2 separate regions of the Capsicum annuum genome follow, and region 1 is linked to region 2. The links are chromatin contacts, called in public Hi-C maps. All regions are on one chromosome and are shown on one strand. The core of a region is the stretch at or near the end of the contact, and the rest is flanking DNA. Distances in the headings are between cores, read along the strand shown. Region 1 holds the start of LOC107860513 (A-kinase anchor protein 7). Region 2 overlaps LOC107860509 (phosphate transporter PHO1 homolog 3).

The links. Hi-C and Micro-C count contacts between places; a contact is called where the count stands out from the background.
Region 1: a Hi-C map of leaf shows a contact between it and region 2, with 2.7 times the contacts expected there. The contact joins the promoter of LOC107860513 here to the enhancer-like site in region 2.

What each region holds. Positions count from the first base shown.
Region 1 is chr2:150,024,605-150,032,344 of UCD10Xv1.1, forward strand. It overlaps LOC107860513 (A-kinase anchor protein 7), which reads left to right and starts at 3,489. Exons shown (of 8, transcript XM_016705897.2): 1 at 3,489-3,830; 2 at 5,489-5,583; 3 at 5,760-5,872; 4 at 5,975-6,040; 5 at 6,579-6,669; 6 at 6,778-6,845; 7 at 7,623-7,660. The coding sequence starts at 5,547.
Region 2 is chr2:149,991,146-149,997,946 of UCD10Xv1.1, forward strand. It overlaps LOC107860509 (phosphate transporter PHO1 homolog 3), which reads left to right. Exons shown (of 13, transcript XM_016705890.2): 11 at 7-285; 12 at 369-508; 13 at 686-986. The coding sequence ends at 779. Among protein-coding and RNA genes, the nearest start is that of LOC107860509, 7.1 kb to the left of the region's middle. Within about 2 kb of position 2,621, at least 3 of the 5 cell types and tissues checked have an H3K27ac peak or open chromatin away from gene starts, as enhancers often do. A contact at or near this core is called in leaf, where this site is marked.

The sequences.
Region 1 (7,740 bases), core at 2,239-4,738, 34 kb after region 2:
TAATTATTAAAAAATTATTACAAAGTCATTTGAGTATTAAAACATTTATAATAATTAATGTTAAATTTACTTAACGTTTTATATGAGACTCATTTAATTTTTTTCGCAAGTATTTTTGTATAGTAATTTTGTTATATCACTTCTAATTAGACATGTCTGTTTCGCTGCTTCAACCGTAATTTTACTATGTCACTCCTAATTAATTATTATGATCATTTAAACATTGTGTCAATATAATATTTGATAAAAAAAAAGGTAAAATAAATATAAAATGATAAGTTAATCAAAAAAAAATCACAAGTATGTTTTATTGTAATTTTGTTATATCACTTCTAATTAGTTTTCATGAGTCATTAAGACACGTAACTTTACAATATCACTCATAATTAATTATTATGTTCATCTAAATATTGTGACACTTAAATTGGAATAGAAGAAAAAATATTATACATCACAATAATTTTAAAACTTAAATTATTTAAAAAATATAATTGACTATCAGTGCCACAAAAGTTTTGACAACGAGAGCGATATATATTATTTAAAAGTTACATAAGAAGTATTATAAATTACAATAGCTAATAGCTTAAAATATCTAAAAAAAAAAAAAGTATTATATATTTTTTAAGAATACTATAAATCAAATAATTAAAATAAATTTTTTTAAAAATATTTGTTGGGCCCGTGCCTTGTACGGGCTATTAGTAACTAGTATATACACTAAAATTGTATAACTATTGTGTGGGTGGTGTATGTGTATGTATATTCGTACTGGTTTAGGTGTACGCGTCTCGCGCGTGTACCTCATTTTATTGAGTTTGAACATTACACTAAATAGGGTATTTTCTTAAATAATAAAGATGAATACAATAATTAAATTCAACCTTTTGAAGAATTTAGTATTTAATTAAACCTAACTTTATCAAAATAAATTCTCAAAGTCAATCGACATTCATCTACCATCTGTAACTGCAACAAAACAACATGATGATAGAGACATCAAATAATATAATTAAGTCTAACCCTTTGCACAAAAAAAATCTCAAAGCGGCCTACAAATTATAACAAAATAATACGACAATAGAGATAACAAAATAATATAACTAAACTTTACCTTTACACACACAAAAAAAAATCTCAAAACAGGGATATAAAAACAACACAATTAAACTTAATCTTTAACTAAAAAAAAATTTCAAAGCCGACTGACATTCATCTACCACTGTAAATTCATCTACGACATGTAAAACAAATACAATAGTGATCACAAAGCTTCAGTTTTGATGAAAGTAGTAATTGTCTGAGCGAAAATTTTGACACTAAAGAATGCCTTGAATGAAAACAAAGAAGATATATATATACACACGTGTTAAATTCTATTATGTTGACAAAAATAGTGAAGAAGTTGAATGTTAGAAAATTAAACATCCATCAATCTAGACATGGAACCGAATCAAGTTAGATGAGTATCAATCATATTTTCTCAATAAGTAAATCGATTTCTTCTCTAGTTTAACATGCATCTCAATATTTATAAAAGTATTTCCTTAATATAGAAGTCTATATATGAGTCCCATATATTAAGGTGGTCCCATATATTTCTTTTTTCTTTTCCTTTAATATCATAGCAATCAAATTTTGGTAGTCATATTTCTTTTTTTTTTTCTTAATCAAATTTTGGTCGAAAATTGGGAATTGGAAAAATGACGCATGAGTCATATTTCTTTTCCTTATATGAATTATTAATAAATAAAGTTGTTTAAATATTATTATTGTTTTTTTTTTTGTTTTGATGGAAATTCTGATAATTTTTTTTAATCATATTTTCTAAGACTCTTTTTGATGTATACAAAGAAAAAGAAAACTTACCAATATTAGTTTTCCATATAATTTTTTTTAGCCATTTTTAGGACTTCTTAATTTTAAATATTATAAATATAGTGATATATTAATTGAAGAAAATAAGTGAAAAGACGATTTTGTCTATTACGAAAGTTTTTAATGAAGGACAAAAAGTTCAAATCAATTTTCTAAGGGTCTTCACACTTTTAATATATTATAGATTATAGATAATGTATACACTATCTCTAAACTATGCACTATATATTTTGTAAACTAACTGAGTTAAGGGTGCATTTGTTTTTTTTTTAAGATTCAGACTTTTGAATCTAAATGCATGTCTGAATGACTAAGATGTTGTCTCTAGATCTGAAAGCTTAATGATTAAGACTGTTTGTTTTTTAACATTTGAACGTACAAAAAAAATTATTTGTATATATAATAAAATAAAAAATACAATTCAAATAAAAAGCTAATTATATTTCAGAAAAGTATGTAATTTAATACAACAAAATTATTATTTGATTGAAAAAAAATATTTATGTTTTTTAGTGATAGTGGAGATGGTTTATAATGGTGGTTGCGGTGACAATGATTGATGTTAGTGATTAGTAATGTTAGTGGTGATATTTGTGATGGTTGGTACTGTAGTAACTGTTATGATGACGACGGTTGATAGTGGTGGTTTTGATGTGACGTTGCTTGATGTTAGTAGTTGCAGGTGTTGATTATGATGACTAAAAAATGAATGAATGATGGTTGATAATGTGTTGGTACTAGTTGGAGATATTGTTAGTGGTGATGGTGAAGATGGTTGTTAGTAGAGATAAATTGTAGCGATGATAGTGATTGAAGTGATGGTGGAGGTGGTGTTACTAGTGACAATGGTGGTAGCCGACAAAGAATGTGTGAAGGTTATGATGTATTAGCGGTAGTTAGCGGTGGTGCCAGTTGTGATAAATGAGTTGGTCGATAGTAGGGATTGACCGGTAGTGATTGATGATGGTGTTGTTGTTAACGGCAGTTGTGACGTTAAATATAATTAGAATAATAGATGTAGTAGGTGTGGTAACGGTTGACAATAGTGGTTGGTATCAATATTTGTTGTCGATGACAGTTGTGATGGTGGAGGTGGTTGGTGGTGGTTAACAATGATGACGGTGACAGAGATGATGACTGATAATTATGAATAGAGTGACGGTAAATATTATTCAACACCAAAATACCTCTTTAGATCTATTAAGACTTGATTCTAAATTTGACTGATTAAGAGCTATTCAAACCTATTAAGAGCTAAAATCTTAATGAAATCAAATGCATTTAATGGTCTGAAATCTGAACCATTCAGATTCAAACCTGCATTAAGTGCAAACAAATGAGCTCTAAAAATATTGAATTGTATTTTTACTTAAAATAAATATGCGATATGCGATTTTAAATGTATACATGACATAAATTAACGGGTAAGCATATATATATATATATATATATAATTTAGTATAAATATCCTATAGGGGTAAAAAAAATTAATTTTATTAATTTCTTTTCATGTCGCATCAATTCAGAAGTATCCAATGCAGAAGTTATGAAATGAATTGAATTAATGAATAAGTTATAATTTAATAAGTAGTATTTTTTTTTTTGTTCAGATCAAAATGCTTTGAGCTGTGAGACTCAGTCAACTCCTCTTTAACTTCACCAACAACAAAAAAATAAAAAAATCCTCTAATTTTAAATATTTTTTTTTTCATTTTTTATATCTTTTAATTGGTAAAGACAAAAATAATCATCCGCCGGGCGAAACCTGTAATCCATTTTCTTGTAACGTGGTTTTGAGTGTTGACCAGTTCAGGCCAATCAATAGAGAAGTTTATATAGTCAAGAAGAGAGAAAAAAAAAGCATTCGAGTTTTGAGAGTTAAAAGAGTTGCCTTCTCTCTATATCAATTAACAACTGCAGCTTTAATTCTTACAATGGCTAGTTCTTCTGGAGTAAGTTCTTTTGCATCTTTTCTGCTGAATTTTGTTATATTTATTAGTCCTGTACTAAGTTTTGTAGAAATTTGCAGCAGGAAATAGGATCTACTGTAGCAAAAGCATATATATACTCCGTCTGCTTACCTATCCGTTTACTTTTACTTGTCCACTTTATACTTTGCAGGTCTTTAAATGAACACTGACTAATATGAGTGAGTAGTTTATCGAAATATGCATGTATCATATTTCTATAGTGTTGGGTTTTGGGAAATGATTTGGTGAATAATTAATTAATGTTGAGGTTAAAAAATAAAAATGATGTTATTTAGTATATATTCGGGTACAAGAATCTGTATATAAGTAACACGAACTTCAACATTAGTTCAAGTCCAAGACAAGAACACTTATGAAGTTCTTTACACCTTCAACACTAGATTATGAATAATCTATCTAAGAAGTGTGTTAATGTTCAGAAAAGAGATGAAATAGAATTTTAAGGCCAAGTTTCCCGATTTCACGGAGTGTCCTTAAGGAATAATTCCTCACTGTACCCGAGGTTCTTCTTCGCAGGATAAAATGACCTCCAATCCAAACAATAGCGGTACCTCAAATTGTTAGATTCAACGAACTCACCCAATGATTTGATTGATCACACAGAATGTTTTTGAAGGCAAGAAAAGAGTTTTTTATTTCAGAAAATTCATGTCTAATCAGATGTCTTTTCGTAAAGGTGGCAGTGGTTCACTTAAAAGGTGTGACCTTTCTGGAAAATCATGTTTGTTCGTCCAAAGAATGTATCTTTTCCGAACAGGCATATCATTTCATGAAACAGTGTGTCATTTTGTTGAAGGATTGCATCCTTTCCGAAGCATCACTTCGTTTCTGCATAGCATTTCGAAACAGTGTCAGCCACTGCATGCATGCATATAAATGGAGGATAAAAAACATAGAAAAGTTGTGTTTTTCCCATTGGTATTTTCGGATCAAATTTCTGTCAAATAAACTTTATCCAAAAAGATAGATCTCATCGATCGATCATTTTCCTAATCCAAAGCCGAGCGAGCGACGACGACGTTGCAAGACATCTCTTATTTCTTGCCTCACTTACCAAGTGGAATAAGTGTTTCTTAATATAAACATTTGAAAGTCACATTCTCCCACCAATGTGGGAGATTTAGTAGACTTTCCATTTGTTTAGAGTATACTTTCCTTTTTAGTGTTTTCTTCTTTATTTTTCCTTGCACTTGGTTTCCTCCATTTTCCATTCACACTTTTCATATACTTTGAACTCAACAAATGATAATTGTTTTTTCTTTGCTATGTTAAAAGTGAAAACCTATTTTTAGAATAATGCACAAGTAAAAGTAAAAGGAAGGAGTATAAAAGGGTCCATATACTTTTATAGGGCTTGGCTTTGCAGCCAGGAATTATCTCATGTTTATGCTGTTTTTATCAGTGGACTCTTCGCTATGGATGTTCGCTGTCGATTCCTCTGATTGATTCTATAAGAACTGAATGAATAAATAGCATGTTTCCAGACAGTAATTTATTTTCAGTAGCATTATTTCTGAAAGAAAGTCACTGTATTCGACTTCTGTATTCATCGAGGAACTCTTTCAGGATTAAACTTGAGTTATTCCTATAAGTTTTATTTGTGTCTCTTTCTAACGCAGGCAGTTAAAAGTGGAAATCCTGACTACACTCACTTTATATCACTTCCGTTGTTGTTACATGATGAAACGGTCAAGAAGCTCAACAACTTTCAGAAGTCAGTTGTTGGAACTACTAAAGTTAATCAAGATGAAAATTCTTCATCTCTGCATTTCCTTGTTATGTTTATGATAATTTCTATCCCTATGTTTCAACCTATCACGGGGCTCATTGCTTCCTTCATTATGTCGTAATATCTGACAAAATTGTCGAATGTTTAACCACTCTTAACAGATTTGGGAATCGAGAAGTCCATGTTTATTAATCCAAAAACATTTCACTTGACTGTGCTCATGCTGAAACTTTCGAATAATGATCAAATTAAAGCTGCTGCTAAGGTTCTGCAGGTAAACGTTTATACTTGGCTAGCTATTTTATTCCTTTTGTATGATATATTTTTCACTGTCTTAACTTTTCATAATAAATATCGCTTTCTGTTGTCTTTCCAGAGTGTCTCACCAAAAGTAACTGAAGATTTGGAAGGACGACCTGTGTGTATAAGACTGACAGGCTTGGTAAGTGTTTATCCAAGTTAATGCAACTATGGGCTACTTACTACGTAGGCCAGGCCTGCCTTTAACTTTATATGCTTAGAAGTTAAAAGGAAGAATTTCAAAAATCAGTTAACACATGAGAGAGTGGAAATGTGAATTAGCAAATAGACTTCTGTAAATTTTCATCTCTGAAACAAAGGGTAAATGTGTATTAGAGCGTTCAACCATGCCATTGGCAGCAATATTGACCAACTTGGAATTAGGCAAAGCAAATGAACAAAATGATTAAGTACTGCAAAAAGAATCTTATATAATATTTACAGATTTCCTTTTCCTTTTCATGCGACTCCAATCTCTTTTTATGGATGATTCCCCAATTGGTTGCCCCGTGTGTATTAGGGAGAGAGAGACTGCATATCATGTAGATAAGTCATCGATTGTTGTGAGAGGTCAAAATTTCTGTTTAGATGCTTGATGTTCCACGGTTATTGCCTCTAATGAGATTTCACAAAGGTGCAATTTTTCTTGGCTGGAACTCAGGTTTGTTCTTATCCTGCAGGCTTGCATGAGAGGTTCTCCGGAAAAAGCTTATGTTGTACATGCTCCTTTGAAAGTAACTGGTGGTGAAGCCCAACTTGAACATGCCTGTCGTATCCACAATTTCTGGCTTCTTCTTCTCTGACTGTAGCCATTATTTTAATTTCTTTGTTATTTTAAGGGAATTCATACCTGCATTTGTTATACCTTAGCCTTTCTAGAGAGGATAATTAATGCGTTCACTGAAGCTGGTCTTGTTCTTGAAGAAGATGTAAACAAGAAGTTAAAGGTATAGCTTTCAAAGTGTTAATTCTTTATTCTAGTAAGTTTTGTTAAAAGGTACAGCTTTCAAGGTGTTGAAGGCTATTTCATTATGGTTTGATCGTTAGGGCGGTCTCTTTGACCATTCGATCTAGCGCTGCTGCTTCCTTGCTTTTCCTTTTCCCTTCCAACCTCTCCACTTTTCATTTCTTGTAAAAACAATTTATTCATCACAAACAGGGGCCTAAAAGTTCCAAAGGGGTTTGGTCTATGCGATAAGCTGGTATTTAAGTGAAGAAGGGTGGACAGATCCACCGAGTTCAAACCTTGCGTCATTACCCCTCCTCGGGAATTTCCCCGACAATAAAAAGAATAAGGTCATGAAAGCATAAGCCACTTGGCAAAGAATCTCTTAATACAGCCAGAAATGGTTCAATCTGTTTTGAAAAGGCAAGCAGTTTTACTCACCACCAAGAGCCAATATGGCTGCAACCATTTTAATGTTGATACCTTTGGTATTCGGCTTTCTCGAACTCCGACTTATTCTCACCTCCTGAATTTCAACTATATGCCTCAAACTTGTATCTTCTGTTGCATTATGCTTCAGTTTATTCAAATATGTATTATCTGTTCTCAGACTTGCACTTGATGCAGTTACTTTCTAGATATACTCTTATGTCTTTGGTGGCCTTTTCTTCCTTTACAGATAGATACCAGAATGCTTTTATTGCTTATCCTTGAAACTGTCCTGGTGAAAATTGCTAAATCTGTCTTTTTGTTTTTGCTAACTTCTATTCTAATACAGTTGCATGCCACAATAATGAATGCGCGATATAGAAAAAGGTGATACTTTTACTTAAATTCTTTGCGTATTGTTTACTGTTGGCGTATAGTCTGTTTATGATTCTACCTGTTGCATAACT
Region 2 (6,801 bases), core at 1,371-3,870:
ATACAGTGTCTTCGCCGCTTATTTGAAGAGAAAGATTCTATGCAAGGGTTTAATAGCCTCAAATATTTATCAACCATTATCGCTCTTGTAATGAGGACACTATATGATCAGAAGAGAGGAACCTTTTGGAAAGTAATGGCAGCATCAACATCAGGAATTACTACAGTTGCAAACACTTACTGGGACCTTGTCATAGATTGGGGTCTATTGCGAAGGAATTCAAGAAACCCCTGGTTGAGAGACAAGCTACTCGTGCCACACAAGATAGTCTACTTTGTTGCCATTGTAAGTTTCAGACGGCTTTCAAAAATCAGTCACAAAACACTTGCAGTGTAATTAATTTGTCGATCATTCGAGTGTAAATGCAGGTTCTTGACATTATTCTGAGACTAGTATGGATGCAGTTGGTTCTAGATATAAGAGAACTTCCAGGTCTGCACCCAAAAGCATTTATTGCAATTGTTGCCTGTTTGGAAATCCTTCGTCGTGGCATGTGGAACTTTTTCAGGTCAGATCAATGCATCATCTATTGAGTTTATCTTCTATGTACCGTGTAATAGAAATTACATACCTGAAAGTGGAATCAGTAACCTCAGAAATAAGAAAACTAAATGCTACATTTGTTTTATTTGACATCACATGGAAGACGGTACTGCTTTTCTCTAACAGTATTTTTATTGTTCAGGCTGGAAAATGAGCACTTAAATAACGTTGGTAAATATCGTGCCTCCAAGTCTGTACCCCTGCCTTTCAACTACGACGAAGACAAGAGTATGTAAACAATGTCGAATCCAACCTCTCTATTAAGGATTCCATACATATTTTAAAACAAGAAAATGACAACGACACAGATCTCCTCTGACAGTCTAGAAGAGAATGTGTCTTATTAAAACACTTGTTCATGAAAAGTCTCAATGGAAGGGTGCTTGATAATAGGTCCTCTCTCTACCAAGACTTGCCTAATACAATTGCATCTTTTACAAAAATTATTTGCGTTTTTACGCTCATGTTTGATGCATGAAATTAGCATAACCACGCTAGAACATTTATGATTTCATGTAAATTAAGGAGGTTTATTAAGATCTTGTATATCTGTTTAAAAAAAAAAAAAAAATTAAAAAAAATTAAGATCTTGTATACATACATTAGAAATTTTACTAAATAATTATAATTTTTTTCTGTGAATTCAATAATTATCATATTGATTTTGTTTACAATAATCACATGATTAAGCTCAAATCCTGAATTTGCACCTCACTAGGGAACTATAGGAAGAATTAGCATTTGGAATTTCCTCCGATAATTAAATTAGTAACAGTGCAGTCAAGTCTCAACTAAGAAGAATAATTAGGGCAGCAAATTAGCCCTAAAAATATGATTTGTCCAACCCAAACCTGCTCACGACCCACGTATTTCTTAGTTCATTTCATTTTTTTCGAATTCATTTCAGTCCATCTAAAAACTAGGCTGATATTCAGCCCTATTTATCTAATGAAAGCCTTGTAAAAAAAACAATTTTTTTTTTAGATTTGATATGTTATATAAGGCTATAATAAAAAATAATAATTTTTTATGTAGTTAAAAATTTTACAATAACAAAGAAACTAAAACGTAATAAGAATTGGGTAGGTACCGTTATGACCCATTTTTTAGCTCAAGTATCATATTTGAATAAGTCATTGACCCATCTATTTATTAACTCAACTCATTTTGACTTTCTCAAATTCAGTTCAACTCTATCATTTGACACCCATAGAGAATATATCACTATATGTATATGTTCATCTATAGAATGGAGTTTTGTATATGGTTTGAGGTTTCTTCTTAATTTAAGAAGATGAGAAGAGGGTGGGCTAAAAACTTTTGAGTATACACTCCAAAGAAGATCATCAGTACACCTAATTTCTTGGTGTATTTTCAGCTTTCGTGATTTCGAAATCTAAAAATTAATCAAATACACAATTTATGTTTTCAATATTACAAAAAGTCTCAACTCCCTAAACATATTACAAAAATTCCACATATACACAGAATACTATATATATGTCGGCTATGTTATGTACATTAATAAGGAGAGAGAATAAAGTAATTAAAAAAGTGAGAGAGAGTATAATTACTTTTATGTTATTTATACTTTTGAAATTTCAATAAACGCCCTAAGAAAATTAAAAAAAAAAAAAACAAAAAAAATGTCAGTCAACCCCGGCCCAAATAAAATTAGAAAAAGAAAAAAATAGTTCTAGTTTACTAACTAGAAGCTCTGTAGTTCTACTCCCCTATGAATGGTACGTTCAGTGCAAGTCTTCGCCTTGTACAGAAGCGGAATTAGAATTTCAATTTTATGTCTTCTGAATTTTAAAACGGCGATAAAGTGTTAATAACCGAGTTTTGAACTCTATACAAAGTTAATAAATTCTTGATGTAAATACATTATTTGAGCAAAAAGTAGGTATCGAATTTGACGGAATCGGTATTTGAGACTTTAGCTTCGCCTGATCATCTTAAATATATTGGATCATCTTTCTTTATGAACAGAAGATTTGAATAGAATTAGTCCTTTAATAGTATATACGGTTTCATTAGTACGTCCAAAGCCAAATCAAATTATGCGCTTGTTTTATTGCGTTGTTCTTTTCTTCTTTACATAAAGTAGGCCACCATAAACATGGATCGAGGTGAAGTATATTATTTGTCTATTAATATTTGGCCATCTTTTTTCATATCACAATTGCCACTGATTATGATAGACATATTTGTAATTTTTTCTTGAGTGATCTAACAGTGTAAAAAATTATATGTAAAGTTGTAAACTTAGATGTACGAAAATTGGGAGGAATTAGTCCTCGAGGGCTTATGGTTGAACTTGTCACAAAAAGAGGGAAAGGGAAACAACGAACAGATTTATGATAATGGAAAAGTAAAAAGTAGAATATTATTGGTCTATAACACGTTCTTTTGATTTTTCCATGTGTGACTCGACTATCCATCCCCACTTTATGAAGTCTTTGTCATAATGTTGAAGCTCAGTTCTCTCATCTTATATTCCAATAGCATACTCATTCACCTTACTATTATAATTAGAAAAAAAAAAAAAGAAAATAAATTTAAATTTTTTGCTTTACCTTTAATACAATAATTTGCAACCAAAACAATATTTATAGATTATTTTAGACCACAAGTTTTTTTCAAAAAAAAAAAATCTTAAATACCGTGACAAGTCAAAAAGATATATAACGATTAGTTTTAAAAAAGGAAAAATTGAAGAAAAAACGAAAGAAAAAAAGTATGTCCAAAAGACCCCTACGGTGTGGCAATTTGCAAAAAGATGGAGTTAATAACTCAAATAGTCATTCAACTTTGGACTGTTATCCCAGAAAGTGATCTTTACTCAGAAAGTCACTCCACTTTCATATTTTTACTCAAAAAGTCACTCAACTTTCATATTTTTACATAGAAAGCCACATTTAAAAATGTGAAAGTTGAGTGACTTTCTGAGTAAAGATCAAAGTTGAGGAACTTTTTGAGATAAAAGTTCAAAGTTAAGTGACTTTTTGAAATAAAAATTCAAAGTTGAGTTACGTTTGATTTATTAACTCCAAAAAGATGCAATGAAATTTTGCCAGAAGAAACAAGTTTGACGTAAGAAAAGTGATGACAATGTTACAACATATATAAAGTAGTATACTAATTAAGAGCATAATTGATAAGTGGGGACCTTCTATTTCATGCAACTAAACTTGTAGCTTATACATAGTTTTTTTTTTTTTTTATGTACAAGTCACTGCTAAGGTGTTAGAGGAGAAAAAAAAAATATCAGGATTAAGAACGTCACATCGTAGAGCTTACTATATATGCCTAATTACCTATTATCTCTATAAGATATTTTTTGAAAGAACTTTTGAAGAATAAAAGTCTACAAAATTTTATTGAATACATTATTTCCTTTGACCTTATGGCTTAAGGTAAATGTAATGATGCATCCATCCAAACTCCATGGCAACCACGTAGGTCCGCCTGTTATTTTCCACAATATATTTGGGTATACAGAATCTGCATATTGCAACAACAATTTCAACTCGAGTTCAAGTATGAATAAGAACGCAATAAAGTATTAAATACCCTCAACACAAGATCAAAATAATTTTTCCAAGAGGTATATTTATTTTTCAGAAAATAAAGATGAAACAGAAATGATTAAGGCCAAGTCATTTGAATTTACGGACTTTCCTTAAGGAATAATTACACTCACTGTATCCGAGGTTATGGAATCTTCCTCCCAGGATAAAATGGCCTTCAATCCGACTATAGCGGTACCTTAAATAGGCGGATTCTTCGAACACACTCACGGTTTGAATGATCACGCTAAGAGTATTTTTAAGACAAGAAGAAGAAGTTTGTAATTTGAAAATTTCTATACTTTCTATATCATAAACCTGTGGATGAAACCAGGTTTATATAGCCACAAGATGCCTCCTCAGAAAGGTGGCATTGGTTTAATTCAAAGGTGTTTGACTTTTCTGAAAATGCATGTCTGTTTACTTAAAACAGTGCATCATTTTGCCGAAACAGTACATACCAGTTTGTGTGAAACATTGTGTCATTTCATCGAAACATTGCATCAATTTGCTGGAACGGTGCATCTGTTTACTGCAACAGTGTATCTGTTCACTGGAACAGTGCATCTATTTACGAAAACAGTGCATCTGTTCATCGGAACAGTGCATCTGTTTGCAGAAACAATGCATCAGTTCAGTTTCAGCACTGCACTCTTTCGAAAAACTGCATGCATGTATAAATGGAGAATCAAAACAATTGTTGCGTTTTACTGTTTGGTAAATTCGGATTATCAAATAAAATTTGTCCAAAAAGATAGATCTCATCGATCATTTGCCAAATTCAAATCCAAATCCAAATCCGAAGCCGAGCCGAGTGACGACGACGACGGCGCGAGGCATCTCTATTTTCTTGCCTCACTTATCATGTGGAGTAAGTGTTCATTAATATAAACACTACAAAGTTCCCTTCTTCCACCAATGTGGGAGAATTAGTGGACTTTTCAATTTGGGAGTATACATTCTAAATTGGTATCTCCTTTCTTCCACCATTTTTCTCTTCTTTTTTCCATTCACACTTGATTCATATACTATAAACCCAACAATCCCCCACATGAATGGGGAATGTCTATTTTTTCGTAAAACTTTTACGGACAAGTATGTGATCATCAAGCAACGACTGATTGTATCTGGATAAGTGAGTTTTCCTTTGAACTTTTCGTAGTGAACATGCATCGGATGCACTCGGTCAATCGGTAGATTTGATATCTTTGAACCAGTCTTTTACTGTTTATGGTTCTTACGATTTTGTTCTTTTCAGACATGAACACGTCCCGGTTTTCATGAGAGCTTAAAGAATAGGCCTTTACTAACATTCTCTTTGAAGCGGCTTCCACTTCTCCCTCGCATAGGTGATTTCTAAATGTTCAATCCTATAGATTAAACTATTTGGTCAAATCTGCCAAATTTAGATAATCATTAAAAGACTTTTCACCTTAAGTCTTATCCTAGTTTACTATACATTGTCTACATCATGAGAATGGATTGGGTAACTGACAATGTTGAACCTGTCAGACACAACTTTATTTAATCTCCTTGAACCCAGCTCTTGGGATCTCCAGTCTGCTAGGTAGAGTTACCGTCATGCTGACTCGTCCTTAGCCTTAAACCCATTCCCTTGGATGTCCTTTCTACTACCTCTCTAGATAGGCCTTTTGTAAGTGGATCCGACACATTATCCTTTGACTTTACATAGTCTACAGTGATAATTTCACTAGAGAGAAGTTCTCTAACTGTATTATGTCTTCGTCTTATATGACGAAATTTACCGTTATACATCATGCTCACCGCCCTACCTATTGTCGTTTGGCTATCACAGTGTGTATACATACTGGTGCCACTGGCTTGGGCTAATACGGAATATCTTTCAAGAAATTCTGGAGCCATTCTGCTTCTTCACCGGCTTTATCTAATGCGATAAATTCAGATTCCATTGTAGAATGAGCGATACAAGTCTGTTTGGATGATTTTCAAGAAACTGCTCCTCCACCGATAGTAAATACATACCACTTGTGGATTTTACTTCGTTTGATCCGGTGATCCAATTTGCATCACTATATCCTTCAAGTACCGCAGGATATTTATTATAATGCAAAGCATAATTTTGAGTGTATTTAAGATACCCCAAACTATTTTCATTGTCATCCAATGAGTTTTGTTGGGATTACTCGTGTACCGACTCAATTTACTAATAGTACATGCTATGTCTGGTCGTGTACAATTCATTATATACATTAAACATTCCAATACTCTTGCGTACTCCAATTGTGAGTCACTTTCACCTTCATTCTTTCGAAGTGCAAAGTTCACATCCAATGGAGTTTTAGCAATACCGAATTTCATATACTTGAACTTGTCAAGTACTTTTTTGATATAATGAAACTGTGACAATGCCAAACCTTGTAGAGTTCGATGGATTCTTATACCTAAGATCACATCTGCAACTCTAAGGTCTTTCATATCAAACTTGCTCTCGAGCATTCGTTTGGTTGCATTTATGTTAGAAATGTCTCTACTAATGATTAACATATCATCCACATATAAACAAATAATAACTTGGTGATTTGGAGTGTCTTTAATGTAAACACATTTATCACATTCATTTATTTTGAATTCGTTTGCCAACATGGTTTGGTCAAACTTTGCATGCCATTGCTTAGGTACTTGTTTTAGTCCATAAAGTGACTTA